6 separate regions of the Mus musculus genome follow, and regions 1, 2, 3, 4 and 5 are each linked to region 6. The links are chromatin contacts, called in public Hi-C, HiCAR-type, HiChIP or PLAC-seq and promoter capture Hi-C maps. All regions are on one chromosome and are shown on one strand. The core of a region is the stretch at or near the end of the contact, and the rest is flanking DNA. Distances in the headings are between cores, read along the strand shown. Region 1 has its middle 27 kb from the start of Spry2. Region 2 has its middle 28 kb from the start of Gm41239. Region 3 holds the start of Ndfip2 (Nedd4 family interacting protein 2). Region 4 has its middle 27 kb from the start of Spry2. Region 5 has its middle 52 kb from the start of Gm24207. Region 6 holds the start of 9330188P03Rik (RIKEN cDNA 9330188P03 gene).

Region 1 (4,862 bases), core at 2,125-4,624, 280 kb after region 6:
AGCGGGTGAAGTGCTTGCTGCACAGGTGTGCAGAGCCCAGTTCTGATCCTCACCAATGCCTTGGAAGACTGGTGGCATGTGGCTATAGCCCCAGCCCTAGGGTGGAAGAGATGGTGGGTCCCCTCCTGCCTAGCCAGTCTAGTTGAAATTTTAAATTCCAGTTCTAAGATTTATTTATTTATTTATTTATTTATTTATTTATTTATTTATGTGAGTACACTGTAGCTGTACAGATGGTTGTGAGCCTTCATGTGATTGTTAGGAATTGAATTTTTTTAGGACCTCTGCTCGCTCTGGTCTGGTCAGTCCCACTCACTCCGGTCAACTCTGCTCGCTCAATCCCTGCTTGCTCTGGTCCAAAGATTTATTTATTATTATACATAAGTACACTGTAGCTGACTTCAGATGCACCAGAAGAGGGCGTCAGATCTCAATACAGGTGGTTGTGAGCTACCATGTGATTGCTAGGATTTGAACTCAGGACCTTCAGGAAGAACAGTCAGTACTCTTACCCGCTAAGCCATTTCTCCAGCCCCTGAGGAGACATCTTAACAGCAGCATCTGGCCTCCAGGCAAGCCAGTATGGGTGAAGACACAGAAAGACAGAGAGATAGACAGACGGACACACCCACACACCCACACACACAAGATTAGGTAATCTTGCCTTTAATCCCAGCACTCAGGAGGCAGAGGCAGGCAGATTTCTGGGTTCGAGGCCAGCCAGGTCTACAACGTGAGTTCCAGGACAGCCAGGGCTATACAGAGAAACCCTGTCTCCAAAAACAAAAGATTAGGTAATCTTAGATAACCTAATATCTTGAAAGTATCAAAAAAGAAAATTACTTAAATTCACTATTAAGCCATTAACCCAGTAAATAGAGCCCTTAATACAGACAAAATGCTACAGTAGTACCACTAAGTAGTTCCAAAAACAAGATGGCATCTTTACCATTTATAGACTAGTAGTCTGCTTGAGAAGATTTGCTTGGTAATAGTACCAATAAAAGTCAAGAGAGAAAAAGAATACCAAACATGTTTGTTGTGAATATACTCAACAAATTTCCAGTCAATTTCTTACTCAGTCTGCTTATTCTAGGGAGTATTATACAAAGATAAGCGATCCTTGGGGGTTCAGAACAGAACCAGGGAACCATGGCCAGACAATACTAGACACACTGTAATATTTTATTTTTCTTTGCATGTTATTTTTGTTTTTCATGTTTATTTTCTGCTAGCATGTATGTACATCCATTACATGCATGCCTGTTGCCTAAAGAGGTCAGAAGAAGATATCAGACACGCTGAGACTGGAGTTACAGATGGTTGCAAGCCACCACGGGAGTACTGGGAAATGAACTGGAGTCCCTTGCAAGAGCAGCGTATGCGCTGGCCCTTGTGTTTGTTTTTTTGGTATTTGTTTTGTTTTGTTTTGTTTTGTTTTGTTTTCTTCTTTGGAGGAGAACATGGTTGGTTATGGATTAAATTCAGAGCTTTGTCCATGTCAAGCTCACAGTCTACCTACAACTGAGCAGCACCCACAGCCTGACCTGACCTGTAATAAATACAGTGCCTGGGTAAAGGAATCAACATGGCACAAATTAAGAACACAGATGATACATTTAAATAATAACAAGAGTTCGGGCAACAACAGTTAGCTTTTTGTTGGCCATTCAGAGGTGTGCTTGGAACTGAAAGCATGTATTTTATAGTTAGTTTTAGTTCAGTGATCATTAAAACCTTACCTCTGGCCTTGTGTAGAGAAGGGGAACGGGCTAGAGGGATGGTCCAGCTTGTGGCACAAGCTCTCTCAGAGGACTTGGATTTGGTTCCCAGGACTTAGATGATAGCTCATAACTATGTGGAACTCCCATTCCAGACTATCTGGTATCATCTCTCTTCTGTGGGCTCCAGGCATGCACAGGGTATGCACAGAGATACATGCAGGCAGAGCACGCATACTCATAAAATAAAAATAAACAAATCTAAATAAACACATAATATAAAGGGTTTTTTGTTGTTGTTGTTTTGGTTTCTTTTGTTTGTTTTAAAGGAAGGAAATGAAGTGGGCTAGTCTTGCGCACCGGACTCGACCAGCAAGAACGACGCTGCAACAGGATCCTTCTGCACACGTTTATTGGGAGAGCTTGATTGCAGAGGCGAAAAGACCCTGAGCCCAGAACTGGTGCTGCTTATATAGGCCTAGGAGAGGCGTGTCTCACACCCGGATTGGTTATGCACTATGCCTCATTTGCATGTTCCTCATCTGATTGGCTACTCTCTCTCTCTCTCTGTACCTCACAGAGCCTCATTATCATACCTCATTTGCATGTCTCACATCTGATTGGTTATACTCTCAAAGCCTCATTATCATGCCCGGGCCAGGCAGTGTCTTTGCAAAAAACTTTACTGCATATGTACACATTGGTTGTTTGTCCAAACTTATGCGTGGTGGCCAGCAGTAGTCAATGCCACTCTGCAACGGCACATGTGGCTTCCCACAGGCTAGGACCGTGATAACCTGCATAATGCTGAACATAGTGCTGAACTTCTTGTCACAGAGAGAGGTGGTGCTTGGCAGGACCAAGACTCCTTGAGGAGTTACACACCGTTAATAGTTGCTGGGGAAGAAGAGAAGTCTTCAAATGTGGAGCCACTTATCAGGTATCCATGTTCCTGTAAACCATCCTTCACCCATGCTCCATAAGCAACCCTAATAAGTTTTAAAAAAGAAGGTAGGGCGAGGGTGGGAATGAGGGGAAGGGATCGTTTAGGAAGAGGAAATGGATCTGTGGGAGGAGGTTGGGGAGGGGGGTATGACAAGAAGAGCCACGTGATCAAAATACGTTAGTTACATACATGTACGAAATAACATGATCAAATCTATTATGCATGATTAATATGCATCAATAAAAAGATTAGTATAAAAAAAAAAAACAAGTTAGAGCCAGGCGGTGGTGGCGCACACCTTTAATCCCAGCACTCAGGAGGCAGAGGCAGGCGAATTTATGAGTTTGAGGCAACAAAGTGAGTTCCAGGACAGCCAGGGCTACACAGAGAAACCCTGTCTCAAAAAACCAAAAGGAAAAAAAAAAAAAAGTAAGTATCATAGTCGGCTTTGGTTGTAGCTTAGTGATAGAATGTTTGCTTGCCTTGTATATGTAAGGGTCTAGGTTCAATCACTGTTCGGCAAAACACAAAAAGAATGAGAGGGGGAGGGGGAGAGAGGGAGCCAGCATAAACTGATGCTGGGGTTGTGGGGAAAATCTAATGTGTAGCAAAGGTAAGCTGGCATTGTGAGAGGCTAGGGCAGCCAGCCGACGTCTGGCCGAGGAATCTGGGAAAAGGCTCTCCCAGAACGTGAGATTCACATAGGAGTCTACATCTGGGGAGAGGAATAAGATGAAATTCCAGGCTAAGGAGAGTTGGAGTAACAGCTGAGCAGTGTTGCTCCAGGAAGTTTGGAGGGCGAGCGAAGGAGCACAGGGGCAGCTGTGTTTCGAGAGGTCAGCGTGTGGAACGCGTGTACTCACTCCTTGGGGAGAATTCTGTGCAGCCACGTTTCAAGTATCAGTTGTGAGTTTGAGGAAGAAAGCTTGCAGAAACTCTCTGTGGGAAAGGGTGAGGCTCAGCCCTTTTCCAGGTCAGGGCTCCAAATGACTGCTGCGTTCAAGGACTGGGGAGCAATGTCTACATCTTGCCCAGGCAAGAGAAGGAGATGGGAGGATAGAGTTTCCTTCCCACGGACCCTAGGAAATCTTTAACTCAGACCCCTACCTGACCCATACACTAAAGAAACACTCATTAATCATCTAATTATGAAAACTCTGGCTTCTAACTTGAACAAATTTATAAACTAGTTATGACAGCTTTTCGGAAGAAAAAATACCTTTCCTCATCCCGTAAATTAAAAGAGTGGTCTTAAGTTATAGATATTTACGGTGAGAAAAACTTGGAAATTGTTCAAAAGCCTAACATGGAGGAAGAAATTAGTTGTGACTTTATAATTATTTGCATTCTGATATAATATGTTTGTTCTTCCGAGTAGATAAATTTAAAAATGGTGTTTTTCTTCCACAAGAATCTCTGAGGCTTCCTTATTTACACAGCTCAGTGATTTATGAGACACATTTTTATGCTCTTGTTTTTTTTTTTAAAGCAAAAACAAAAATGCTTAAGAATTGTTATTCTTGGAAATAGTTGTGTTCACTAAAGAATAGTGCTCTTTCTTAAAAATGCTTAACTGTGTTCTTCCACTAAATTTTGCTTCTGATTTATTAAACATTTTTTAAAGAAGCATTAATGATGAGATATACTTTGCTTGTAAAAACAGACAGACAACAGACAACCAGAAATATTCAAGTAACCATCTAAATAGGGATGTTAAAAGTCCCTTCGTGTCCGCTGCTCTTTGCAGGAAGAATTAAAGTTTTCCTGTAAAAACGCTGGCAAATGTTTAGGAAGGTTTTTATTGGCTCGTGGACAGAGATAGGGTTTTCTCAAAAGACAGGCAGCGAGGATCCCATGTGCCAGTGTTAGGGGCGAGGCAGCCATGCTAGACACAGAGTGGGGGTTCTTCTCAGTAATTTGAACTTTTACCCCAGAGAATCTGTCACTAAATGTGTGCACCAGCCGTGTTCATACTTGATCCATGCTCAGCAAAAGGCAGTCCAGGCATGTTAAAGTTTATCTTAATTTAAGAAGTTGAGTCCAGCAGGATAAGAAAACCCCTCCCACACCCTCAGCCCCTATCTTCCTGCTTCCCCCACCTGTTAAAAACAGATGTGCTCCAGTTTAAAACGTGTTGGTATCTTTTCTAACAGTGTGGGAGATCAATAAGGAGACAGGCAGAGATTCAACTCAAA
Region 2 (4,702 bases), core at 2,146-4,645, 260 kb after region 6:
TAAAAATGAGGTGATTTGAGATCTACCAGCAACATGAGAAGAATGTTTGTTCCAAGGGTCTTGTTTAACAGAGCAGGAAACTTCACTGAAAATGTGAACTCACAAACCAGATCAGAGCTCTCTGGATTCCCAGACTAAGTACTGCTCTCTATTTTTCTCACCTAAAATTTCAGGAAATAAAACTTTAGATGAGAAGATAATGGCAAAAACCATGAAGGAAGGTATCTATGTTTTCTTATGCTTTCTGGGAACTTTTCTCTTCTCTTCTCTCTTCTCTCTTTTCTCTTCTCTCTTCTCTCTTCTCTCTTCTCTCTTCTCTCTTCTCTTCCCTCCCCTCCCCTCTCCTCTCCTCTCTTCTTCTCTCTCTCTCTCTCTCTCTCTCTCTCTCTTCTTCTTCTTCTTCTTCTTCTTCTTCTTCTTCTTCTCTCTCTCTCTCTCTCTCTCTCTCTCTCTCTCTCTCTCTCTCTCTCTCTCTTTTTTTCCGAGACAGGGTTTCTCTGTGTAGCCCTGGCTGTCCTGGAACTCACTCTGTAGACCAGGCTGGCCTCGAGCTCAGAAATCCGCCTGCTTCTGCCTCCCAAGTGCCGGGATTAAAGGCGTGGGCCACCACCACCCAGCCCAACTTTTCTCTTTTCAATTCTCACAGCTGCAAGGTTTCACATTGACATCTTGGGGAGAAGGAGGGAAGTTTCCTTTGCCCAGGGGGATGATTTTACACGAAGGAATAATTCTGATTTCTATAACAATAAAGCTTTGACACAGTATATTCTATGGTTTGAGGTTCTCCAGGACACCGTATATATCACAGCACAAGGTATTTAGTCTCTCCCAGCTTTAAGACTTACTGTTTTCCTGGCACCCAGAGCCCAGCTTTGCATTCTTGATAACAACAAGGAGCAGAATGAAGCCTGCTTGTGTTTTTTATTAATTAATGGGATTACAGGTGGGACCCACCACACCTGGGCTAGTAAAAGGGCGGTTCTAAGATGAGCAAGTATCATCCCTGATGCATCCAACTCAGTTCTGTCTAGTTCAGGCTTTCTGAAGCTTCTCCACTGGTGAGGTCTTCTCATCCAAAAAGTTGCTATGCAGCCCCAGGTATACAGGCATATAAAATAGACACATTAATCCAACATTTACTACAACAAACCATTGCAAAATTATTTTAAAACAATTCTTTGATACACATGTCATCTACCATTTACAAAAGATTAAAGTAAATTTGTATATGAAGATGGATATGCTTGCTTATTATTCCATAAAGAATTAAATCCTGGCTGAATACTTGATACTATAGGATATAGAGCATCTTCAGCATTTTTTTCAAAGTTTATTGATATTTTGATCCTTTCATTAGTATTGAGACTTCTCCTTTATATAAGAATGTAGTACAAAATGCAGGGCAATATTCAGAGACACATCAAAAATGTTGGAAATAATGCCCAAACACCAAGCCAAAGTTAGTAACATTTTACAAAATTCAAATCAACAATTCAAATAACTATTTAAAAAAAACTTGTATTCTAACACAATATATCCCAAAATGCATATCCAAGAACACTTGGTTGCCACTGTTTTGAGTATTGCATTCAGCAAACATGGTGGTGTGCTTATAATCCCTGTTCATGGGAGGTGCAACATAGTCAAAGTCCTCCCTATCTACATAGCAAAACTTGAGGCCAGCCTGGGCTATTTGAGGTACTTTCTAAAATCAGAGGTGCAGGAGGAGGGGGAAGAGGAATAAAAGGAGGGGAGAGGGGGAGAGAGAGAAAGACACACAGACACAGAGAGGCAAGAAATCCCGACTCGTAAGCCAATCCAGCCCTAGGCTTCCCCTTGTATAAGGTCCCTAGAAAGAAAAGTGTCTACAAAAACCAGATGAGAGCATGTCCTCTGCTGTGACAGTGTGTGGACGTCACTAAGGCTTAATGATCAGCTCTCTCTCCCAAGGCTTCTGCCATCACCCATACTTGACGAATGGAGTTATTCCTCATTAAAGACTGTGATGGGTTTTCTAAGAGACTGTCAGAGAGTGCCCAGACAACCCAAGGTAAACTCATGGCTCTTAATGTTTGTAACACACAACTGTGGTCATCTTCTGGAAACTGCCTCAAGCCCGTGTTCCCCACACATGTTCCCCACGTGCCGTTTTCCCCATAAAATGTAACTGTGATATTTTTGTTTGTTTGTTTGTTTTTGTTTTTTTGGTTTTTTTTTGAGACAGGGTTTCTCTGTATAGCCCTGGCTGTCCTGAAACTCAACTTTGTAGACCAGGCTGGCCTCAAACTCAGAAATCCACCTGCTTCTACCTCTGCCTCTGCCTCCTGAGTACTGGGATTAAAGGCGTGTGCCACCACGCCCGGTCTGTGATAACTCTTTAAGATCTTAAATATTCTCCACTTCCACTAAACTTCACATTCAAAACAAATGATGTGAAGGATCAGCCTTTTGATAACTGTGTTTTAAGACTAAGGTTGTTTGTTACCTGTGGCGATACATGCTTGTAGTACCAGTGCTCCAGATGGCAAGGTCAGAGGATCCACCCCAACCTCAGCTAAACATGAAGTACCAGAATGACTTGGACATCATAGCAACATATCATTTCAGAAGAGGGAAGGAAATTTAAATAATACATCATAAATTTATTATTTTTACTCAACCAGCCTTTATTTCACTTCCTGACTTATCATGGTTGCCCATTTTAATTGACAACATTTCCCCTTCAGAATCTTAATGTTGTTTATTAGGGTAATATATTTTTCTAAATACATCTTCCTATATTGAGTTAGCAGCATGTGTTTTTCTGAGTACATACAGAGTAATACATAAATAAATACAACATATTTTTCTAAATACATCTTTCTACGCTAGATAGCAATATAACAGTGTGGAGCAAAGTATTGTCTATAGACTATGTGTTCCAAAAGAAGAAAGAAAACCAAGCTCAGAGGGAAAGGACGGATCAGAAATGGGCAGAAGGGCCCAGAGCCTCTGAAGCCAGCACTTAGCCCTGCTGACTGGTCTTGGGCTTTATTAGTGAAAGAGAACACTTATATTCTCTATTTTCACAATACAACCATCGGGAATCCCAACACATCCATGCACACTGGCTGCACTTTCAAACATGTGTGTCTCACCCCCTCTATACTTTGCTGTTAAAAAAAAAAAATGGATACCTGAATTTGAGCCATGAAAAGATGCCCTCCAACTGTACAAAAATGAATGAAAACCCAAGAGCCAGTTTTTATCCATTCCCAGTGCCCCCTCCCCAGTGCCCACCAGAAGGAGAAGGGGGAAAAAAAAGAAAAGGAAAAAGAAAACCCACAGAGCTGTTTGATTGCTTAAGCCGGGTGGTCAGACAATAGGACCAGAAAGAATGGCCGCTTCCTTCCTTCCTGTTGAGTGTTCTGCCTGAGTGAGCAAATTCAATAGCACTTTGCTTTGCAGCAGAACTAGGCTCTAGCATGAGGGAAAATCAACAAAGAGCCATTCTAGGGCATTTCCAACCCCACCTAAGGCAAAGCTCTGAGCTATAGAACCAGGGGAGGCAGGTCCTGATTCAGGCCCTCCAAGGGGGAGTGTGCATGGAAGTACACAAACATCCACGTTATTGTTTATATTAAGGGCCGTTGTTTATGCTGCTGCTTGCATTTGAAGTGGTCTGATTCAGTTACCTCTTTCTACTTCCTAATGTACAGCTCTCTAACGTGCTTCAAACTTCCTTAAAATCTGCCTATTCTGCTGCAATTAACGAGTCAAACACAGTGACGCCCTTGCACTCAGAATCAGCATAAATGCTCTTCCAATTAATCATTTTCCTTGCTGGCTTTTAGATCTGAGTTGAGGAGACACACAGTGATTTGTCAGTCTGGCAGTTAAAGAGTAAAACCCAGAAAAGGGATGAAAGAGAGAAAATTTTAATTTAATTGATACAGTATTGTGTTACACGTAGAAAATTTTGTGCATTTGGATAGAGAGTATAATTTCAAAGTGCCTTTAGAATATCTTGCGTTAAACCAGGCATGGTGGCGCACACCTTTAATTCCAGCACTCGGGAGGCAGAGGCAGGTGGATTTCTGAGTTCAAGGCCAGCCTGGTCTACAAAGTGAGTTTCAGGACAGCCAGGGCTATACAGAGAAACCCTGTCTCAAAAAACTAAATTAAAAAAAAAAAAAGAATATCTTGCATTAACACAGAAGAGAAATATAGTAGTCTCTGTATTTATTTCAGTGTTTTTCTTAACTCATAATTTGTACAGATATACCTAGGTTACAAACCTTCGAAAATGTATACCTTCAGAACTTACAAAAACTTTACTAAAGCACATTATTAGTTTTTCCTTCTGTACGTGCACGTGACACGGACTTAAAACTAATTGTGTTAACCTAATCCTTTTCTCTGGGATGGGTCCCAGTACATCAACAGTCTGTTCCTTGGAATCTTGAACGTGATAGCATGTCACTTCTTAGTTGTGCTAAATGAAATCATTGACCTCAAAAAGGGCAGATTATCTTAGAAGGCCTTGACTAATTACACACACACACACACTTCAAAAACAAAGAACATTCTCAAAAGGTGGCACAAGAAGAAGAATTAAGAGAGAGTCAAAGTTTGCAAAGGATTTGACCCTAAGTTCTTGGTTTGAAGATGTTAGAGGCTTTGTGAGGTGACTAAGGGGTAGTCCAGTCTTGAACTAAAAGCC
Region 3 (4,653 bases), core at 1,028-3,527, 330 kb before region 6:
GACAGGGAAAGGAGACAGGGACTTGCCCTTTTATAGGGTGCACTATTGATCATGGTGACCAACATTGGGGGCCCTTGTATCTATCAGCACTTACCAGTGACTTTAGCATTGGTAAAGTTGCTGCTCTCTCTGCCCCTTAGCTTCTCTCTCTGTTAAGACTAATCATGCCTATTTACACCACAGAGTGGTGTGGAGGCTAAACTAACACTAGATTCAGATCTCACTGTCTCATTGTTCTTCCAAACTTCCTCACTGAAAATCTATTGTGTCATTGAATCATGCCATCTGCTCTGTGAGAGTAGAAACAGTCAGAGAACCTGGGTGTGGGTAGAATGGAAGAGCTGATATAACCCAGGGTTCGGGGTGTCTGTTTTGAGTCAGGTCTCTGATTTTTAATGGCCTCTTTTTCTTAGAAGTAATAAAATTTAGAGACAAGTGAACCTACACAGCTAATGAAAATAAAAGGGCACAGGAATTCAATTCTAAATTACCTTTATAATAACAAGTTATATTGGGATCTAATTTTTCTTTGCTAACACTGGGTGTTGTTTAGCTCATGAAAGGCAATTCTATTCAGGATGATACTGTAAGGAGTTGGCACTTGTGCTAATAATATCGATTAAATTAGGATCTAAAATATACTACATTGGAACACATGAAGAAAATTAGGTATGACAACACCAATTGCTTTTTATTATTTCTGGTCTGGCAATGCTAATATTAGATATTTTAAGATGATCCTAATAGAGATCTGATAAATCATCTGAAAAATAAAAATATCAGAAAGACTTAACTTTTCTAGCTACAACTATACAAAGTTTATTGAACTTTGTTGGATCTGGCCAGTTGTACCAGTCTCATCTGGCTTCCTTTCTTTCGGCAATCTCATCTGCACATGTATGAAGCAAAGTGAGAGATGGTCTCCAGGTTTCCCTCCCCGGATCCCCAGGAGATCTCCATAGTAAGAACAGTTATGGGGAAAGGGCTTGATTATCTTAAAAAGAACAGTTGGGCCAGATCGAGTAGGGCCACAGATCTCAGGGTACAAGAAGCAGATGTTTGGGTTAAAAGGTACCTTTTGCTGGTCTGCCATAGTCTTCTAATTGTTAGAGAAACATGCTCTGTGCCGAGAGAGAGAGAGAGAGAGAGAGAGAGAGAGAGAGAGAGAGAGAGAGAGAGAGAAAAGAAGAAGAAGAAGGAGGAGGAGGAGGAGGAGGAGGAAGAAGAAGACAAAGACGAAGATGAAGAAGAAAAGGAGAAGAAGAAGAAAAGGAAAAGAAGAAAAGAAAAAGAAAAGAAAGAAAAAGGAGAAGAAAAAGGAGAAAAAGAGAAAGAAAAAGAAGGAAGAAGAAAGAAAAAGAAGAAGGAAGAAGAAAGAAGGAGAAAGAAGGAGGGAGGAGAGGAGAGGAGAGGAGAGAGAGGTGTCACAGGGTATTATGATGCGCCACAAAAACTGATTCTTTACCATTATCTTAGGAATATCTGAGTATTATTAGCACACACACAAAAATCCTACCTCACTTCATTATTTTCTTCTGTCCTTCCCATTTCCTATTTCTAAAGGCCTCTTTCTCTGTATGTCATCAGAATATGTTTGAAGAATTTGTAAATCTCTTAGAAACAAGGGGGCAAAAGAAAGAGGAGGGTAAAGCCCTATTCAGGATTTTCAGAGTAATGAAACTGTTCAGTATGATATATAATAGTTAGGGTATATTTGTCAGAACTCCTACAACGTACAATGTTCAAAATGAACTCCAATGCAATCTATTATGGATTCTAAGTGATTGACAATGGTACGCTGTCAAATGGGTTTAACATTTGTCACAAATGAGCTGTTCTACTGAGGAAGGCTACGCGTGCTCAGAAGCAAGACTGTCTTTTTTTTTTCCTTCCTCGAAATTTTACTGTGACTTTAAAGCTGATTTTATATATGTATATGTGGTCTTTGTATATGTATATGTCCCTGGTATTTGGTAATTCATTACCTCATTAATGATTTCGAATGAGCGCCTTTTTAGGCCTGTCCTGAGATGGATCTCTTTGAGATGCTCTAGGCTGGGGACTAATAAAAGGGCGACCTGTCCTCAGGTGCTCTAGGAATGCAGCGCCTCCACCCTCCGCAGTGACGATGCATCCTCTCGCCCCACAGTGAAACCTGCCCTCACAGGAAAATCCAATCAAGTGGGACGATTTTTTTTTTTTTTTTCTTTTCCGCTTCGGTTGCCACCGCCCACTGTCGACTAGATGACAACCTAGAGGGCTCCCGGGGACTTGCCTGACTCTTCCATCTCCTCCCACCTAGGGACACCTCCGGAGCCGGGCGGCGGATGGGACGCCGGCGGAGCCAGAGAGCATGCGCGTCCGCGCCGAGCATGCTCAGTAGCGCGCGCGGCTCCCCGGAGCTCCGGCGCCGATCGGCGAGCGACGCGGAGCTCTCCGCTGGAGCCGAGGGAGCGACAGGAAGTGAAGCGGCCCCGCCAGGCGACCTCGGCGGCAGAACCCGAGGCGGCGGAAGAGGCTCTGCGGCGGCGGCGGCGACGACGTCGACCCGGGAGGCCGAGGGAGCTGAGCGCCGAGGGGACACGCCCGCTCGGAAGCCGGACCCCGAGGCGGGCAGGATGGATCACCACCAGCTGGGGACTGGTCGCTACCAGGTGGTGAGTGCGCGGGCCCCGGGGAGGACGCTGGCCTCGGGGCGTCCCGGCGGGCCCCTTCCCGCCCAGCCCACCTCTCCGCCAGCCCCCGGCCGCAGTCGACGGCCAGCGCCCCGCCGAGCCCCCTCCCCGGCGACGCTCCCCGACTCACCCCGGCTGGCTTTCTTTCCCCTCCTTCTTCCCTGACTCACACACCCGTGAGCAGTGAGTGGTGTCCCCCTGCGGCGGGGCAGGGTGCAGGTACCTGTCAGGGAGTCGACCCGACCGGTGGCCTGAATTGTGTGAGGTTATAGAGTGGGGTGCAGCAGGGCTACAACCGGCGTGAGGGGTAGAGAAGAGCTGTGATGGGGAAGGTGCCTCTCTTCTAGTTAACCTTGTCATTTTGCCCTTTTCCATTGTGTTAGTATTACAGTGATCGTTTTTTTTTTCTTTTTTTTTTAAATCTGTTCCTGCTTTGCCTGTGTTCGTGTGTGCAGCGCTTTATTAGAAAAAAAAATCAAACCTTGTTTGAAATGAAATAGTTTTCATTTAATACAGAGTTTTAAAATCACTCAAGTATGTAAACCACCAGCTATGCTTAATGAGTGAAATGCGCCCTGTATTTTCTTTGTCAGAATCTCTGTATTTTACACCCTGTGTGTTTTAGTGATGTCATTGGAGATAAATATTGTGAATAGCATTGTCAGCAATATTTACTTTATTGCGTTTTCACTTATAAACTTTTAGATAATTTAGTGGAACATAGTTACGGGGGGAGAGAAGAAAAGCATTTGTGCATATTGTTGCTATTGCGTGTCGGGTTTATAAGATTGCACAGTTAGTCCTATATGTCATCTTTTCTGTCTGTCTGCATGTGTGTTGTGCCTTTTGACAAATCTGAAGGATTGTGGTAGAGACTTAAATTTTCATTTTTTCTTTGGTAAGAATTCTCTGTCATTTGTGTCTATTTGCTATAGCATGGCCAGGTGATTTAGATTATGAACTTTCTGAAAATTATCAACATTTTCAGAATGGCTTAGGAAATAGAAATCTTGCCAGTTTATTGAAGGTGCTTTTCAAGTTGTCAGCTTTGGGTAACTTTATATTTTTTAAAAGACATTGTTCCCTTTCTAAGTGTTTGCAAAAAAAAAAAAAGCCACGTAATTTTATCATTGATACTTGTTTTACTTCTCAAATCTTACCCACTTCTGTTTGTGTCTCTAAGTGATATAATTTGATTTGAATTCTTTCTTTGGGTTGCTTTTCCTTATTGGGCTCAACCATGGATGATACTTAAAATAGTGTTAATAGTTTTAATTTATTATATTGTCTCTTTTGCTTTTGATGGAGGTAACTAGTTGAGACTATTTTTTTCTCTCAAAATCTCTTCAGATAATGTTGGAGTTTACTTTTGTCTAAACTTTGAAAGAAGGTATAAAATACTACATTTTTTTCCCTTCAAAACTGAAGCTGTGTCCTATAAAGACTTTGAGTGGGTGGAGCCACTCTGTAAGGGCAGAGGGCAGAAATCAGTCATTCTAAATAAATTATTTCTTTTAGATAGAATATTATTTTTTATGGGGAGAAGCATTGGAGAATTTTATTATAGTCTAAATTTGTATTTTCATTCTTTTACTTTTGTGGTTACATAGTAAGTTCGTGTGTTTAGGATGATAAACTGCCCTCCTCCCTTTTTTTTTTGCGAGTAGCTTTGTCTGGGAAAACGGCATAGATACAACTGAGTTTGAGTTTTGCGTAGACTCGGTAGCTGGGGTTCAGTCTGGAAGCTTAGCTTATGTAATGGGCATGCCTGTTTTATGGCTACCTTTAGGTCAGGCCTTATTTTGAAACTCTAGAATGATTAATAAACTGGAGCAGTAAACAACTTTGTTAGCGATGATGAGGTCAGGAGATAGGGAACTGTACATAGGGGTGAGAAACACTGTGCTGTGTGGATTTACTCTTATTTAAAGAGCTAAAACTCAGCTCTGCATACTGGTGATGCCTGGTGATCAGAATG
Region 4 (4,511 bases), core at 503-3,002, 330 kb after region 6:
TTTGGCAAAGCAGTTTGGATGATTTAAAAGCTAAACACTCCTCTTTATAATGCTAGACGTCCATTGGCCTCCCCCCCCCCCCCACTTATTTAAACGTTTATTTTTGCAATCCGTTTGTTGCAACAAATGGCCCTTATCCGGTTCTCCCTGTTTTTGAAAGGAAGATGACGGGGGTGGGGGTGGGGTGGGGGTGGGGGCAGTTTCTAAAGCATTGGTCCATTGGCTCAATGATTTTACAGGTACCAGTTCTTTTCTAAGGTTCTGCAGCAATTTGATGGGGGCTTCGGATGTTACCGCATTTGTTTCTTCTGAGAGCCCGTTTTTTTTTTTTTTTTTTTTTTTTTTTTTGGAGTTTTGATGAGACCAGTAGTTTTTCTTCAGTCTCTTGATTTAGGAACTCCATGCTAGAGTCTTTGCCACCATAGAGGAGATCTTTTCTCTTCAGAAAAAACAATTTGCAACTTTTCAGTCTCTTTGGGGGTCCTTGTGTGTCTATCTTCCTCCTTGGATATGTTTACTCTCCAGATAAGAGCAGCTAGCCTCTGATTTCTTTGCCAATGATTAAACATCTGTAAGGGACACAGGATATAAAAAGAATTCTCTTCTGTAATGATTAGTGTGTTTCTTTGTTTTATAAATAGCTAGTATTGAGAAAAGGATCCATTTTTAATGAGAACCATAATAGAAGTTATTCTAAAAATTTTTAAAAATATGACAAGATATTTTCTAATAAATCATAGAATGCCTTCCTAGAAATTAGGGTTTTCATATCTTGTATACAATAAGAGTTAAGAAAGAAACATACTTTAGGGCCTCTGATTTTTACATACTATATATATTTCAAATCATTTAAACATAAGCAGCTCATCTTAAAATTAATTCTAAGGTTATTAATATCCCATTGTACAACATACCTTGATTACTATCATTGTTTAGAAGTATCGTTTGTCATGATTCAGTAGTAGAGGAGAAATGATGGATGGAGTAGTGGGATGTTTAGTGTCTAATTACCGATGAATTTCTTTTTCTTCCTGATTTGGTTAGAGGTTATCCGTGACTAGATGCTTGTCATGAAAGGCATGTCTACAGGAAGACGGTGAAATTCCGTTTGCAGTAGAATCACTGTTGTTGTATTTGCAGGGAAGTACACTGCTGTGGTAGCACAAATAAGTCAAAGTTTGTGCCACATGGTTAGGTCAGTGTACTTTGTACACTCACAGTGTCCCCCCGGACTGTTTTAACAGTGAGTTCAGCAGTGGGTGTGGTTTCCATATGAATAGCTCTTCCTCCTATGGCCGTTGTTCACTCTGAGACTGTTTGGATATAACTTCTCCTCAGGTTCAACATTTGAGGCTCAAATGTGATCTATCTAGGAGGAATTCTTGAGAACTGTATTAACATGTTTGAAAGAACTGGATTTACTGAACACACTACTGTGTCAGAAAGGATTCCTTGAACGCTTGGACGGTTTCTAAACATAGTTTATAAATAAGGATATAAATTATCTGTGAATTAACACACAAACGACTTGGAAATGTCGAGGGCTCTGTCGTCTAGATGACTCATTTCACCCCCATTGAGTCACAGCTTCCTCTTGCTAACAGATGCTTAGAAATGGACTGGTTCGGTGAATTTCAAAGCAGCTGGAACCTCCGTGGCCTTAGCATCTCCTTTTCTGGATCACTGCGGCCTCTGGGCCACATGTAGGGGTGAGCTAGGGAGAAAGGAGCTGTGCGCAGACTTGCCTCCTGGCCTCCTGCTTGGCTGCCACTCACACAGCTTGCCCCCAGAATGGACTTCCTGTGTTGTCAGTCTTACTCAGTATCTCACCAAGCACTCTTTGTCACTCAGCCTGAGACAGAAAGGGGCGAGATAACAAATCTAGACTGCTTGTGTTGATTTTGTGGATAACCTAAAGGGCTCTCGGGGGGGGGGGGGGGGGCCCACCTCTACTTCGGCAACAGCCTTTCCTGTGACATTGAGCCAGGCTTTGGACATCCCGTTCCTTGGTTTGTGTCAATGAGGAATGAGGACCGCGGTGCTGTGTCCTCTTACTTTATTACAAAGTGCAGTAACTCGAACATTTTTCTGAACATTGAAAGCCCTTAGCAAAGAAAACATAACGAAACGCAAATTACAACCACCACAAGAGACAGACGGTCTTTTCTGTTCTCAGGAGATGGGAAGGAAATCACAGCTCACTAATTACATTCTTTACCTCCAAAAAGAATATGTTGTAGTCATGTAAATAAGGTCTTCCCTTCCGTCATCCTTCCAGTTTCCCCTATTATTATTGTTGTTGTTATTGTTATTATTTGCCCACATCACCATCCTCTTCCTGCAGATTTCCTTCTTCTACGTGGGAGACCTTAACACTTATATGGGGTCAAAGTTCAACAGCAACTGGCATTAGTCAAGAACGTGTCTAGTAGGCACCGAGACAAATAAGGAGATCAACTGAGTGATGGGACTGCATAGCAAGTCATGGTGTGTTGGCTTCAGCAAATTCCCTGGGTTCAGAAATGAATTCACAGAGGTAGCGTTGGCAAGCAGGGTCTCTGGACTTTGGTGTCTTTATATCCTAGGATGCGTATTTATCCGGAGCTCTTTGCAAAGGGATTGGACAGGATGGAAACCATCGAGAAATTGAAAGATTCTTCCTGTTGTGTGGGAGAAAGTATCATATCTATACCTGTAGCCTTTACCTTCCTTTGGTTAAACAATGAAAGTAGGCTCAGTGCACCTGGGAGAGAAACACTGGATCATTCCATTGCATTAGAATTTATAAAATATTCCAAAAATTCGAGAATGTATTTTAATTTCACGTAACAAAAAAAATCCCCCTTTAAGCGGTTGAGTTTATTGCTGCTATCTTGTGTTATGAAGACACTAGCAATATCAATCGTGACTTAGAAATCAGTTTACCTCGTCTTCCTCATGACATCTCAGGAAGGGACCTGCACACGGGCTCCCCATGCATCACGCATGCGCACCGTTTCCATGTGGACCGCAGCACCTGCACGGCAGGGCTGAACTCCTGAGCTCTGCACAGGAAGTACTTATACTACGTGTCCTAACGTTGTGCTTATTTCATTTTTCCTCCCAAAGACGTTATTCGATATTGGGTAGGAAACACTCAGAGATGATCCACATAGGACATATATTCACATATACATATACTTTTTAAAAATAAGTTATAAGACACATTCCAGTCTGTTCATAATATGGATCAGAATAGAAGGTAGATTATTAACTTTGTAAGCATTTTTCCCCCGGGTTTGTTTCGCCTTTATACCAGACATGCATTACTTTTTTTTTTTTTTAACTAAAATGTGAATAAAGAAAATGTTTTGACACTTGTTCAATAAAAGTGACTTTTGAGACAATTTACCAGTGGCAAATAATATTTGTGATTTATCATTTTTGTCAATCATGATAAAGGATCTGAAAATCCAGGAGAAAAGGCTTTTTTTTTTTTTTTTTTTTTTTTAAAGGCACACATTCAAACCCACAATGGTTGTGCTCCCTCTGCTGGCTCTACTGGGACAGTTTGGGAGGATAGAATAATAGCAAAGAAAATTCTGATTTTTGTGTGTGTTTTACATATTGTTTTGACAGAGACGTTTCTCCTGACAGAAAGTTTTAGGTTAGTTGGTAACATTTCCCCTAATATTTAGTAGTGATGCTGAAGCAGGCCTAGATTACTGTCATATTTTAAGTGAATTTCCTTTCTTATGTTAAGTAGAGCATAAAATGTAGCAATTATTTCTCCCCCATATTTTCCTCTGTTTGGGTACAGTCTCACTATATAGGCCATGCTGGTCTCGGCCTCCTAAGTACTGGGATTACAGGTGTGTATCGCCATGCCCAGTTCAAAATACAACAATTTTATTTTGTTGAAAAAAATTTTTTTTTTGTTAAAGATAACCTTGTATAACTAGTTATTGATAATTTGGTGTTTTCATCATTCATTCCAGTGTGTGTGTGTGTGTGTGTGTGTGTGTGTGTGGTATATGAAGATGTGTGTCTGTGTGTGTGTGTGTGCATGAGTGTGTGTATGTGTGTGCACATGTGTGTATGTGGTATATGAATGTGCGTGTGTGTGCATATGTGTGTGCCTGTATGAGTCTGTGTTCATGTATGTGGCATATATATGTGTGTATGTGTATGTATGTGTGGTATGTGCACAGGGACATGTAAAGTACAGCTCAGGTGTGATTGATTAATGACTGCTTGTGAGAATACAGTTTCTTCTTCTACCGTGGCTTCCAGTGAATCTCAGGAAGCAAACTCAGGGTATCAGGGGTGGAAACAAGCACCCTTAGCTTCTGATCGGTCTCGCTGGTTCTGTAACTGAGTCTAACCGTTCATTTGTTTACCTGTCCATCAGGCTCACACCAGAAAATAACCAGATGGGGATGATATCAACATAGGCTATTGCATTTAAGAAACCACTTTGTTAGATAACGTTCGTCTATATCTTCCTGTAGTATAGATATTTGGAATTGCTC
Region 5 (4,663 bases), core at 299-2,798, 260 kb before region 6:
CTATTGCTGATCAGGAAGTTCAAGAGCAGGGTATTGACATTTGATCTGCTTGGTGCCCTCCTTTCCTACCGTGCCCTAACATGGAAGAAGGCTGAAGGGTAAGGAACGACCGGCTTTCCTTGCCATGCTCATCATGAGGACACCTGATCCCATTCTCCAGGAAGGGACCTCCATGGCCCAATCACCTTCTCGAGGTCCCACCTTTTACTATGGTCAGCGTTAGAGGCTGGAATGACACATATAAACCTTAGTATTCCATCCATGCTCCTCCACATTAATGTCTCACATACAAGATGCATTTATTCCATCTTAACATCTCCCCAAGGCCTTAACCCAACTCACTGTAGCAACTAACTACTCAAAAGCTTCCTTCCGCATCAGGGTATCATCTAGCTGAGCAAAGGAGGAGACGCAAGGCACCATCCACCCGAGGTGACCCTGGTTGTGGTCTTGAACTACAAGAAGCAAGAGGTTTGGGAGAGATAGGCTTCCAAGCTTGGGCTTGCTAGGCAACCAGTCCACCCCATGGATAAATTCCATGTCCAGTGAAAGACTCCATCTCTGAAAGAAGGTAGAGAGCCATGTAGGAGATAGCTGTTGTCCTCTGGCTTCCCCCACATATGTGCGCATACACCCTCCAATGAGTACACATAAATACATACATCTACACACAAAGAGGGAAGAAAGATGCACAGCCACCTTTAGGAAGTGTCATGCAAACTTCTGAAGGTACCGGAGAGAGCCTTTTGCTACCGAAAGACTTGTCTTTCCTCCACTGGAAAATGGGTTTTAATAACCAGCTTTATCATTTCCCTAGTACATAACCACTGATAGACCCTTAACCTTGATTGGTTTGTTTCCTTATCTTTAAATTCTGTCTCTATACAATATATATATTTTTTTCTTCTCAGATAAGGTCTTGTTTTGTAACCCAGCACGGGTTGAAATTTGCAGACGTCCTGCCTCTGCCTCGCTTCTATGATAGCGTGCGTGCTGTGCTCAGGTTAGAAAAAAAAAGTTAAGATCTAATAAAGTCAAATATTTTGTGCTTTCTGATCTATAGCTGAATGGAAGTCTTGGTATTTAGTACTTCTTAGTTCTAATTTCTTAATCGCTAGAGAGCAACTCATGGTGGCTATCTTGGGTGACTCCTTCCTAGGTACGGTGCAGCGGATGCTCAGGAGGAGACAGCCTGAGTGGGTGAGTGGATGGGTAGGGTGGTTTTGATTGTGGTGATGGACTTTTCAAGTAAAGTAGGGAGTTCTTTATTGTTTTAAATTTGTTCCCTACTTGCTGGCAGAGCAGCTCTTCAAGATGGAGCGAGTGCTGCAGTTAGGATTACCCAATCCTCGATGTTTGAAGGCTGCTAAGCAGGGCAAAGGTCTGAGGGGAAGAGGGCTTTTTCTAAGCAGGTAATGTGAGCAGAGCATGCTTGTGAAGAGCCTCTCAGCCGAAGGATTTCAGTAGCCACCTCCTTCCCTGACCGGGCTGGCTTGGGTTTGCATGGGTTGGAAACTCTGTTGAGTGTTTTTGGTTTCAGTTTTGTCAGAGCTCTCGCTGACACCGGCAGGCTGGGCTGGGAGTCTGACTGGGAAAAGCTACTTGACAGTCAGGTTGGAACAAAGCACATGCTGGCTTCTTGCAGAGGATGTGGGGCTTGTTGACTGGAAGCCTGCCTGCCAGAACAAGATCCTTCTGCGCACACCAGAAACAATCTGCCATTGTCTCAAGGGATAAAACAGTGCCAATAAAACATGAACGCTCCAGCCAAGAGGAGGAGAGCCGCGTTAACTGCTTCATTTCTGAAAGGAATTGTGGGAAAGGGGAGGCTGAGCAAAACTCGTCTCCTTGTTTTTCATCTTTCACATTTGACATCATACAGATGTGGTTCCCAAAGCCCACCACAGGCCCACTTACAGGGAGTAAATGAACACCCCCCCACCCCACACACACACCTTGCTATTCTGGGGGTTTTAGTGCTGCCGGGGAATGGCCCCTGTGGCCTCTCTTATGTTGGCCTTGGCTCCAGATGCTATTACCTCAGAGAAACTGCCAGAGGGGTAAGGCGGTAGAGTGTGCATAACTCTCAGGACAGCTTAAGGGTTGGGAATGCATGTCCTCAGAGGAAATGGGGGGAAGTGGAGGAGGAGAAAAATCCTAAGAGAGGTGACTGATTGAGGTTATAGAAGCTTTTATCTTAATTTTGCCTGTGTTCTCCCCTTGTCTCTGATGAGAACCAATAAAGGAGTATTAGTGGAATTGAGGTTGTGACTAAACTCCTTCAGTTTGCTTGGCATAATGACTTGCAGACTGTACTCTGATTCTCTTCACTCTATGACCAATCCCTTCTCTAAACTTCTTGCTTGTGCACAACTCAAACTTCAAGCACTGTGCAATAGTTCAAGACTTCACGAGTGTGGGAAAAGCTGGGCTTCATGAAAACAGTTATGAAGGTGTAAGGAAGTGCACCTATGGACTGGGTGCGGTGCTATATGCTATGCCTGTGGTCTCAGCAGTTGGGAGGTAGGGCCTGGATGATCAGGAACTCAAGTTTATCCTCGAACTTATACAGCTACATAGTGAGTTTGAGTCCAGCCTGGGCTACAAAGACCCTGTTTTAATAAACCAAACCAAGCCAAACCAGACCAAACCAATTGAAGAAGCACAGTTGTGGCCAATTCCATAGAAGGGCTTGGGGAGACGAATTGATGGGTCAATTGCTTGCTTCACAGCACCAGGATACGATTTTGGATCCCTACTGCCCCTGTATAATGCCAAGTGTGGTGGTGGTGGTTTGGTCAGCGCTTGGTAAAAGCTTTGCTTGGCTTCTCTGCATGGTTTCTGCCTACCTTCTGAACCTCTGCACCTCGGCTTGGTTAACTGTTCTCTCTCAGATCTTAACTCTCTTAGGTTTGTGAATACGTTTATGGTTCTTTTGGGCCATTGGTAGTTCTTATGTGTTGTTGGATTTGATTGCCTACAAGTAGAAGTTTTACAACCAGTAGTACAATGGGTGTGTTATAAGCTCGAAAGTGAAATCCTGCACTTTTTAAGTACCAAGCATGGAAATGGTCTACAGTTTTGTAATGGGCCGACTGCATTGAATCCACGTGATGAATTTTCACCTGCCAAATGATAGCATTAAGGGGTGAGGCCTTTGGAAGGCAATTTGGTCATGAGAGCAGGGTGCTCCTAATTAATGCGATCTCATAACTAATCCGTTAATGGGATTAGTGGCCAAGTAAGAGAGACTCGTAGAGATTCTTTGCCCTTCCCAGTATGTGAGGGCACAGAGAGAAGATAGGAATCTGTAAACCAGGCAGTAGACCCTCACTATGCCAATCTGACAGGGCCTGTAAACCTATGAGAGAAAACGTCTTTTACATTACCTGATCTTAGATATTCTGTTACAAGAGCTAGAAAAGATCACCTTGTTTGCTTTCTCTTCTGCCTTGTTTGGACCCTTCAGTTTTAACCTTAAGAACTGTGCCTATAGTTAATGAAATGGGACTCTTCTCGGATCAGGTATGTGACTCTGACAGACAGCTCATTCTACTCCTTTCCCCCATGGGGATGTTCAACATCAGGGCTCTAGAATAACTGTGGAATTAATGAACCTTTTACCATACCACTGTTAAGCTATTTCTCTCACTGGAACTCCAGCTGCATTATTCAGGGTGTCTGTCCGATGGAGATTTCCTGCCTGAGACAGGACAGACCACTTACACCTCTCTTGAGGCAAATGGGAAAGGAAGCCAAAAGTCAGATCACTTCCCTTTCTTTAGCTGTAAAATGACAAGACCGCTCGACACGTAGTCAAAGTTCTTCCCAGACCTGATGGGCTGAACATTTGTTGGGGAGCCCATCCTGGCTTTTCAGTCCCTTTATTATGGACTTTCCGAAGACAGCGCCACCACTGCATGGCTGAGTCCTCAGCCTCCCCAAGGCCCTCTGTGATAGGGTGGCTTTAGTTTGCATGCTCACTTTTGTACTCACTTGTTAATTCCCACCAAAGTAAATTAAATTTTAGTTGAATTAGGCAAGCTTTGCTTTCTGTCAGTCAGGCTCCCTGAAGCAGGGTTTGAAAAAATGGCATTGAACATAGGAGACGATGAGGTTGATATTAGCCTTCAACTTGCAAGGCTAGGAGGTTTCAAAGGTTTTTGGTTATGTAGGAACGTGGCAGAACGTTTCACAATTCTTTGGCAGAATGTCTTACCTGGGTGGGTGGAGGTCAGCATATACAGGGTTTGGAATGTGTCAAATTCTAGAAAATGGGTCAGGACCTTGTTAAATCCAAATTTTACAGAAAATGAAAATGAACATAGTTTTGACCTTGTAACAAGATGGCTTTTTATCTCAAACTGGAGTCAGGCTGGTCCATCAGTTTTCCTCAGCAATCTGTCATTATCTCTCAAGGCAGAGATAACACATCTTACCACAAACTTAGTGGGTTAAGACAAGGAGATTTGTTGGGGCCGGCCTGCGGCTCTCATGTCTGGGTACGAGCCTGGGAGGCAACCTGGAGCTGAAAGAAAAGAGGGAACCTAGGCGGGTTGAGAAATAACGGAACCAAGACATGCTAGTCTGTTCAAGGTTCTCCTCCTTAATGGCGGTGGACACACTTTATAAAGGAGAGGGGAGGCCCATTCCCGCCACTTCA
Region 6 (5,093 bases), core at 1,255-3,754:
TGCTTGCTGTGGTCTTCCAGGGGTCTCTGGAGCTGGAGTGCAATGAGATGCATAGGTCAAGAAGCTCTTAGTACCCAGTGTGTGAGCATCCTTAGGTTGTAGACAGCAATCGTCTCCAGCCTTGCCCATGAGATATTCTGATAAAGGTCAAACCCACAAAATGGACACAGAGCAGCTATGAAAATCAGCTTCTGAAAATATTTTTTGTCATACTAAATAAATAAATAAGCCATTGACTACAGTTTAAAAGTTTCTTATTTTGTTGGCGAGTGCACTTTAGATTTCTTTCCATATGTGATACTTCCTGCCCTTAACATTTTATTGGCTTTATGTCATCAAAAAGACACATTCAATTTGTCCTACAATTACCTAGTCTTAAAGAGCCAGGCATGAATATACATTGTAATTTTATGAATTTTCTCTCACAGAATGGACAGATTTACTGTCATCCCCCGTGCTTCACATTTAAAGTCACCTGTATGACTTATATTTCTTCAATGTGTATTTATTTGTGTGCAAGAGAGTATGCACACATTCAGGCCACGCCCACTAGTGGAGGTTAGAGGATACCTCAGAGACACTCGTTCGTTCTCTCCTACTGTGGGTACTGGGATAAAATTCAGACTTGGTGGCAGTGCCCCTATCCCTGTCTCACTGGTTCCTTTCAATCTGTTTTCAGAACATCCTCGTTGTCTAAAAAGCCATTTCTGTGTCTTTCCCTATAGTATTAAGAGCCCTAAAACTAAGAGAAAAAAAAAAAAAAAAGAATCTTTCAGATCCACTTTTCGTTGTCTATATCGATTTCATGCCTTGTAAGGTCTGCTTCGTTTTCTTAAGTTGATCTCGGATTTATGAGCAAAGTTTTAAAATGCTAAAATGGGGGAAATTGGTTCAATATTTCAAGCATTTCTTCTGTCGCTTTATTTCCCTGCTGTATTAATTTGTGGTTACTCACCTTCTCCTCAGCGATCTCCAGGGAACCCCAAATCTGACTCTCTATGATCTGACACGAACCCAAACATTTCTCCCAATAAATTACATCTCGTGTGTAATAAAGCGAAATTGCTTCTTTAGGCTGGGGGAGAATCCTCTAGGCAGCCATTGGCTACAGTTCGGGGGTTTTGTTCACTCGCATCCTGAGGACGCAGCTCTGAGCCTATGTGGGTCTGGGAGGGGGAAGGTTGCGTTCCCTCACTGGTCCAAACAATGCCAGAATGTTTTTCCCCTGTCCATTCACTTAAACAATGTACCATTCTGTACCTCATAAGCACTTAATTTATTCCAACTCTTTGGCCTGACCTGTAATCCCCTCTCCTTACCCATCTGACCCATCTGCGTTTCATTTCCCACTCATCGATGGCATCCAAAGAGCTAGGCCCAGGCCCTATTTGGAACCATTAGACAGAGATTGGCACTCTTCCCTCTTCCTGCACCACATCCTCTGCTGGAAAAAAAATGACCATCGGATCAGAGAACAGAGGCTGCTTTGTCCCCGGTAACGGGGATCTGGAAGCGTTTTCAATCATTTGTACTCTATACCCACTCAAACGCATTAATGTGATCAACATTGGGTCTGTTGTGGGCATTTTTTCCAGCAAATAGCTTGCTAACATTCCAGGCATGTACTTCCCCGAAAACAAGACTGAGACAGGGCCCTGAATATTCAATTGGAAAATCACCAAGAGCAGAAGCTTAGCTTGGCACGGCTGGTGTTGATTCTTAATAAGTGACTTCCTAAAGCTGAGGCATGGGCCTTACAGCGTCAATGACTTGTTTGAAAAATATTTTGTAGGTGCCTCATACCACTCGATTTCCTGTGGTATGCGTCATATTGTGAGCTATTCCAAGCCAGCCTGGTTAAGCACACTAACTCGCCGCCCCCCACCCCAAGATTGTGGTGTTTAACTAAAAATGTCTTTATACAAGATGAGCTCATAGCTATTACTGCTGATGTAGTTTTAACTGCTTGGATACCAATTTCAGTTGCTTGAAAATGTGCCAGCACAGGGTAAACCTGAGCACAGCCATATCTCACCCTGTAGAACATGGCGGGATGCTGTCCCAAGAAGCAGCGTTGCTTCAGGGGAAAGTGGCCCAGTTCAACACAATGCATACCTTTCACTTTCATTAGAAAGACTTACTGTTCTTAATATATTACCAAAGTCAAGGTGCTGAAGACATCTGGAACACGGGAATAAAATTAACCCTTTCACAGCTTCAGGTATTTTTTGTAACGCTTGCCAGGGAGGAGAGCTAAATTCAAGAAACCGAGAGGATTTTCTCAATTATGTTTCAGAAAGCAAACCCAAAGGCCTGACGTGCTGTTCACGAGTTCAAGTGTACGTGGGTGGGATTTGGGCGAGGGCTAAACAGGATACTGTACGCAAGAGACTTTTGACGAGGGCTTCTAATTTTAGACACGGGGCGTGGGGAGAGCAAATACGGCCGAGTGTCATCAGCACGCCTCATAAAGTATCCGGCACTTCCGCAGGCTGCAGTGCTTTACAGGACTTGTGATGTAGATCGTCGTCATTTTTGTTTCACAAACAAGGAAGGAGAATCTCAGAGATTCCGTAAACTCCATAAAGCGGTGATTCATGACAGAAGCAGGGACGCAACTTCGACCAGTGTGAGTAACCCACTGGGACTTATCTGCCACCTTGCTGCCCGGAGATAAAAAGTATTCTCATCTCTATTACGGCTGCCTTTGTCTACTGTTGTTCAAAGGATTCAGGCTTGCCCGGGTGTCCTGAGCTAAAAGGAGAAATGAATATAAATCTGTGCGAGTTGTGTTCTGTCCTGCTTTCTTCCAGTGAATAGGTTACAGGCGGCATCTAGTTTGGGGCCAGTCCCCAGCGGCTGCGCAGTGGCTATTAACTGATTAGACATTGTCTATGCCATCTCTGAATGATTTGTGTCTCTACAATAGGACCTTTTATAACAGAGAAGAGAGGGATTGATACCCTGGACACTGCCTGGGCTGTGTTTGCCTCTTGGGGCAAATAATTTTCCTTGGTACCAGGAGCAGCTCTGATGTGGCTGCTTTGCCCTTATGTGGCCCGGGGCTTTCAGCTTGGGAGAAAACGTTCAGCCTGGTCTTGGATGAAACAAGAAGGTACCAGAGGGGAGCCAGGGCAGCCATGTTGTTTGTCAGAAGAGAGGACCACATGTGCCTGTCTCAGGATGATTGGCAAGGCAAGAGGATACCAGTGGGAAAAGGTGAAAGATTCTTAGAAGCAATGAGCTACCAAACCATTACACTGCACAGCACTAGGAAGGAGAAGAGGACTTTCAGTTGAGAAAGACTCTACCATGAGCTGGAAAATGGAACTTCTGTGTTGGATGTTTCCTGTGAGCTCAGAATTTGGGGTCTGTCAGGTTGAAAGCTACAGGGTGATACTCAGAGACTGTAAAAGGACTTTAAGTCGTCCCATTTGACTTGGTGTGTAGCACACTATCTGAAGCAGGCATCTTGCTTCTTGATCAAGATAGACACAGCAAACCAGTCTTTCTAAAAACCAACCAACCAGATTTACTTATTTAACATGTATGAGTGTTTTTTTTTTCTGCATGAATGTGTGTGCTCCATGTGTATGTGTGTTCCGTGTGTGCTCCATGTGTCTCTGCCCAAGGAGTCAGAAGGGATTGTCAGCATCCCTGGAACTGGAGTTGCAGATGGTTGTGAGCCACCATGTGTGAGCTGGGAATCCAACCTGGGTGCTCTGTGCTCTTACCCGCTAAGCCACCCTTTTGGCCCGTAGGGTGGGGCTGAACTTTCCTCATAGAGTATAATTTTTAGAAAATACAGATTTTAAAATTACTGGTGTATAGTTTTAAAACATTAGTGGAGACATCAATTCAAAATATCTAACCTGGATATTGTTTTTTTGTGTTTACGTTGTAAGCAGTTCATATTTTCTACTTTGAAACACTGGAAGTTTCTTTGAAGAGAGTTTTTTTTTTTTATCACGTATTATTTTGACTGGGAGATTTGCCACCACAGGATTGTCACATTTGGTGATAAGCCACACGAATATGTCACCAACCTAAAAATACGTTGGCATGTTTATTATTTCTTTTCTTCATTTCTTTCATTCTTGCAGTTAAACTCTACTCTGGAACTATTTAACGAGAAGGTGACATTAGGAAAGAAAGATTTCTTTTTTCTCCTGATAAAGACAGATAAGCTGGGAGCTAGTGAGAAGTCAGCTGGTTCAAGCCATCTCTCGCCTCAAGAATTCACCTTTCACATGTTTCTGCACTGTTATTCTAGTCCCTACGAGCGGCTGCACCCGTCTCCACCCTTAGCAGAGCAGACAGAGGGCACAGTAAGGAAATGTCAAAAGGCAGAAACCGAATGACCTACAGGGGTGTTTCTATCAATTTGGAGATACTGGCTGGAGCCTGTATGTATGAGGCTCACGCTGGCTTGAGTTTTCCCAAAGCCAGTTCCACAGCTGCCCTTCACGATTATGGTAGACTTAAGTCTATATCCACTGAGGGTCTTAAGTAGAGACTGTGTTGGAGGGAACGGATCGAACATTGGGGTTTTCTCAAAAGATTACATGGGACTCCTCAGGTAAAACTGCCTGAGCCTCTCCTTCCTGACGCAGTGCACACCAGGTCTCAGGAAACAGCAGGTCTTAATTAGCCCTCCAGTTTATAGTTTCACCTGAAAAAATACATTTAAAAAAAATCATATATAGTTGGCTGTCGAGATTTTTCAAGTCAATAAATTCTTGCTAATTAATCACATTAACGGTACTCCTTAAAAGTTGAAACAGAATCAGAAAACAAACCAAAATCCCCATAAATATCCTACATAAAGGCCTATTCACAGATCCTTTTTCAGTTTGGAAGACTTTTACAAGTGTTTTTCCCTTCCTGACAGGACACACGCATGCACAGGCACATGCACGCACACACGCACACACACACACACACACACACACACACACACCTACTGTGTCACTCACCATAGCTGTTACTATCTGCACAGGAAGGTGGTTCTGGGAACAGATTTTGATACCTCAGGACATCACCGTAATTGCCTTAGTGCTTAAGTGTTCCTACTTGGGACTGGTTTAAAGGAT

The links. Promoter capture Hi-C pulls out the DNA fragments that hold promoters and counts their contacts. Hi-C and Micro-C count contacts between places; a contact is called where the count stands out from the background. HiCAR-type assays count read pairs that join an accessible place to other places. HiChIP or PLAC-seq counts read pairs in DNA pulled down with a chosen protein or histone mark.
Region 1: a contact with region 6 is called in a promoter capture Hi-C map of cranial neural crest, with 2.5 times the contacts expected there. The contact joins the enhancer-like site here to the promoter of 9330188P03Rik in region 6. A contact is called at or near these places in 6 of 39 promoter capture datasets (cranial neural crest, hippocampal neurons, liver and 2 more), 2 of 484 Hi-C or Micro-C datasets (bone marrow-derived macrophages and nephron progenitors), 2 of 115 datasets of contacts at active chromatin or transcription factors (embryonic stem cells and trophoblast stem cells) and 1 of 9 other capture datasets (embryonic stem cells).
Region 2: a contact with region 6 is called in a HiCAR-type map of astrocytes, with 2.1 times the contacts expected there. The contact joins the enhancer-like site here to the promoter of 9330188P03Rik in region 6. A contact is called at or near these places in 4 of 39 promoter capture datasets (cranial neural crest, hippocampal neurons and liver), 1 of 484 Hi-C or Micro-C datasets (nephron progenitors), 4 of 115 datasets of contacts at active chromatin or transcription factors (astrocytes, embryonic stem cells and trophoblast stem cells) and 2 of 9 other capture datasets (embryonic stem cells and embryonic tail).
Region 3: a FOXA1 HiChIP or PLAC-seq map of pancreatic cancer cells shows a contact between it and region 6. The contact joins the promoter of Ndfip2 here to the promoter of 9330188P03Rik in region 6. A contact is called at or near these places in 1 of 484 Hi-C or Micro-C datasets (forebrain) and 2 of 115 datasets of contacts at active chromatin or transcription factors (bone marrow-derived macrophages and pancreatic cancer cells).
Region 4: an H3K27ac HiChIP or PLAC-seq map of oligodendrocyte precursor cells shows a contact between it and region 6, with 4 times the contacts expected there. The contact joins the enhancer-like site here to the promoter of 9330188P03Rik in region 6. A contact is called at or near these places in 4 of 39 promoter capture datasets (cranial neural crest, embryonic stem cells and liver), 1 of 15 datasets of contacts at CTCF or cohesin (the NIH/3T3 cell line), 1 of 484 Hi-C or Micro-C datasets (bone marrow-derived macrophages), 3 of 115 datasets of contacts at active chromatin or transcription factors (embryonic stem cells, oligodendrocyte precursor cells and pancreatic cancer cells) and 1 of 9 other capture datasets (embryonic tail).
Region 5: a contact with region 6 is called in a Hi-C map of neural progenitor cells, with 8 times the contacts expected there. The contact joins the enhancer-like site here to the promoter of 9330188P03Rik in region 6. A contact is called at or near these places in 4 of 39 promoter capture datasets (the 3T3-L1 cell line, cranial neural crest and embryonic stem cells), 8 of 484 Hi-C or Micro-C datasets (the C2C12 cell line, the N1E-115 cell line, adipose-derived mesenchymal stem cells and 5 more) and 1 of 115 datasets of contacts at active chromatin or transcription factors (neural progenitor cells).

The regions. Positions count from the first base shown.
Region 1 is chr14:105,867,062-105,871,923 of GRCm38.p6, forward strand. No RefSeq gene overlaps it. Among named protein-coding and RNA genes, the nearest start is that of Spry2, 27 kb to the right of the region's middle. Within about 2 kb of position 3,375, at least 24 of the 459 cell types and tissues checked have an H3K27ac peak or open chromatin away from gene starts, as enhancers often do. A contact at or near this core is called in nephron progenitors and second pharyngeal arch cranial neural crest, where this site is marked.
Region 2 is chr14:105,848,121-105,852,822 of GRCm38.p6, forward strand. No RefSeq gene overlaps it. Among named protein-coding and RNA genes, the nearest start is that of Gm41239, 28 kb to the left of the region's middle. Within about 2 kb of position 3,396, at least 61 of the 459 cell types and tissues checked have an H3K27ac peak or open chromatin away from gene starts, as enhancers often do. A contact at or near this core is called in astrocytes, embryonic stem cells and trophoblast stem cells, where this site is marked.
Region 3 is chr14:105,256,346-105,260,998 of GRCm38.p6, forward strand. Ndfip2 (Nedd4 family interacting protein 2) reads left to right here and starts at 2,278. Exons shown (of 8, transcript NM_029561.5): 1 at 2,278-2,657. The coding sequence starts at 2,328.
Region 4 is chr14:105,921,394-105,925,904 of GRCm38.p6, forward strand. No RefSeq gene overlaps it. Among named protein-coding and RNA genes, the nearest start is that of Spry2, 27 kb to the left of the region's middle. Within about 2 kb of position 1,753, at least 135 of the 459 cell types and tissues checked have an H3K27ac peak or open chromatin away from gene starts, as enhancers often do. A contact at or near this core is called in the NIH/3T3 cell line, bone marrow-derived macrophages, oligodendrocyte precursor cells and 1 more, where this site is marked.
Region 5 is chr14:105,327,088-105,331,750 of GRCm38.p6, forward strand. No RefSeq gene overlaps it. Among named protein-coding and RNA genes, the nearest start is that of Gm24207, 52 kb to the left of the region's middle. Within about 2 kb of position 1,549, at least 217 of the 459 cell types and tissues checked have an H3K27ac peak or open chromatin away from gene starts, as enhancers often do. A contact at or near this core is called in the C2C12 cell line, the N1E-115 cell line, cortical neurons and 3 more, where this site is marked.
Region 6 is chr14:105,587,045-105,592,137 of GRCm38.p6, forward strand. 9330188P03Rik (RIKEN cDNA 9330188P03 gene) reads left to right here and starts at 2,505. Exons shown (of 3, transcript NR_102319.1): 1 at 2,505-2,629.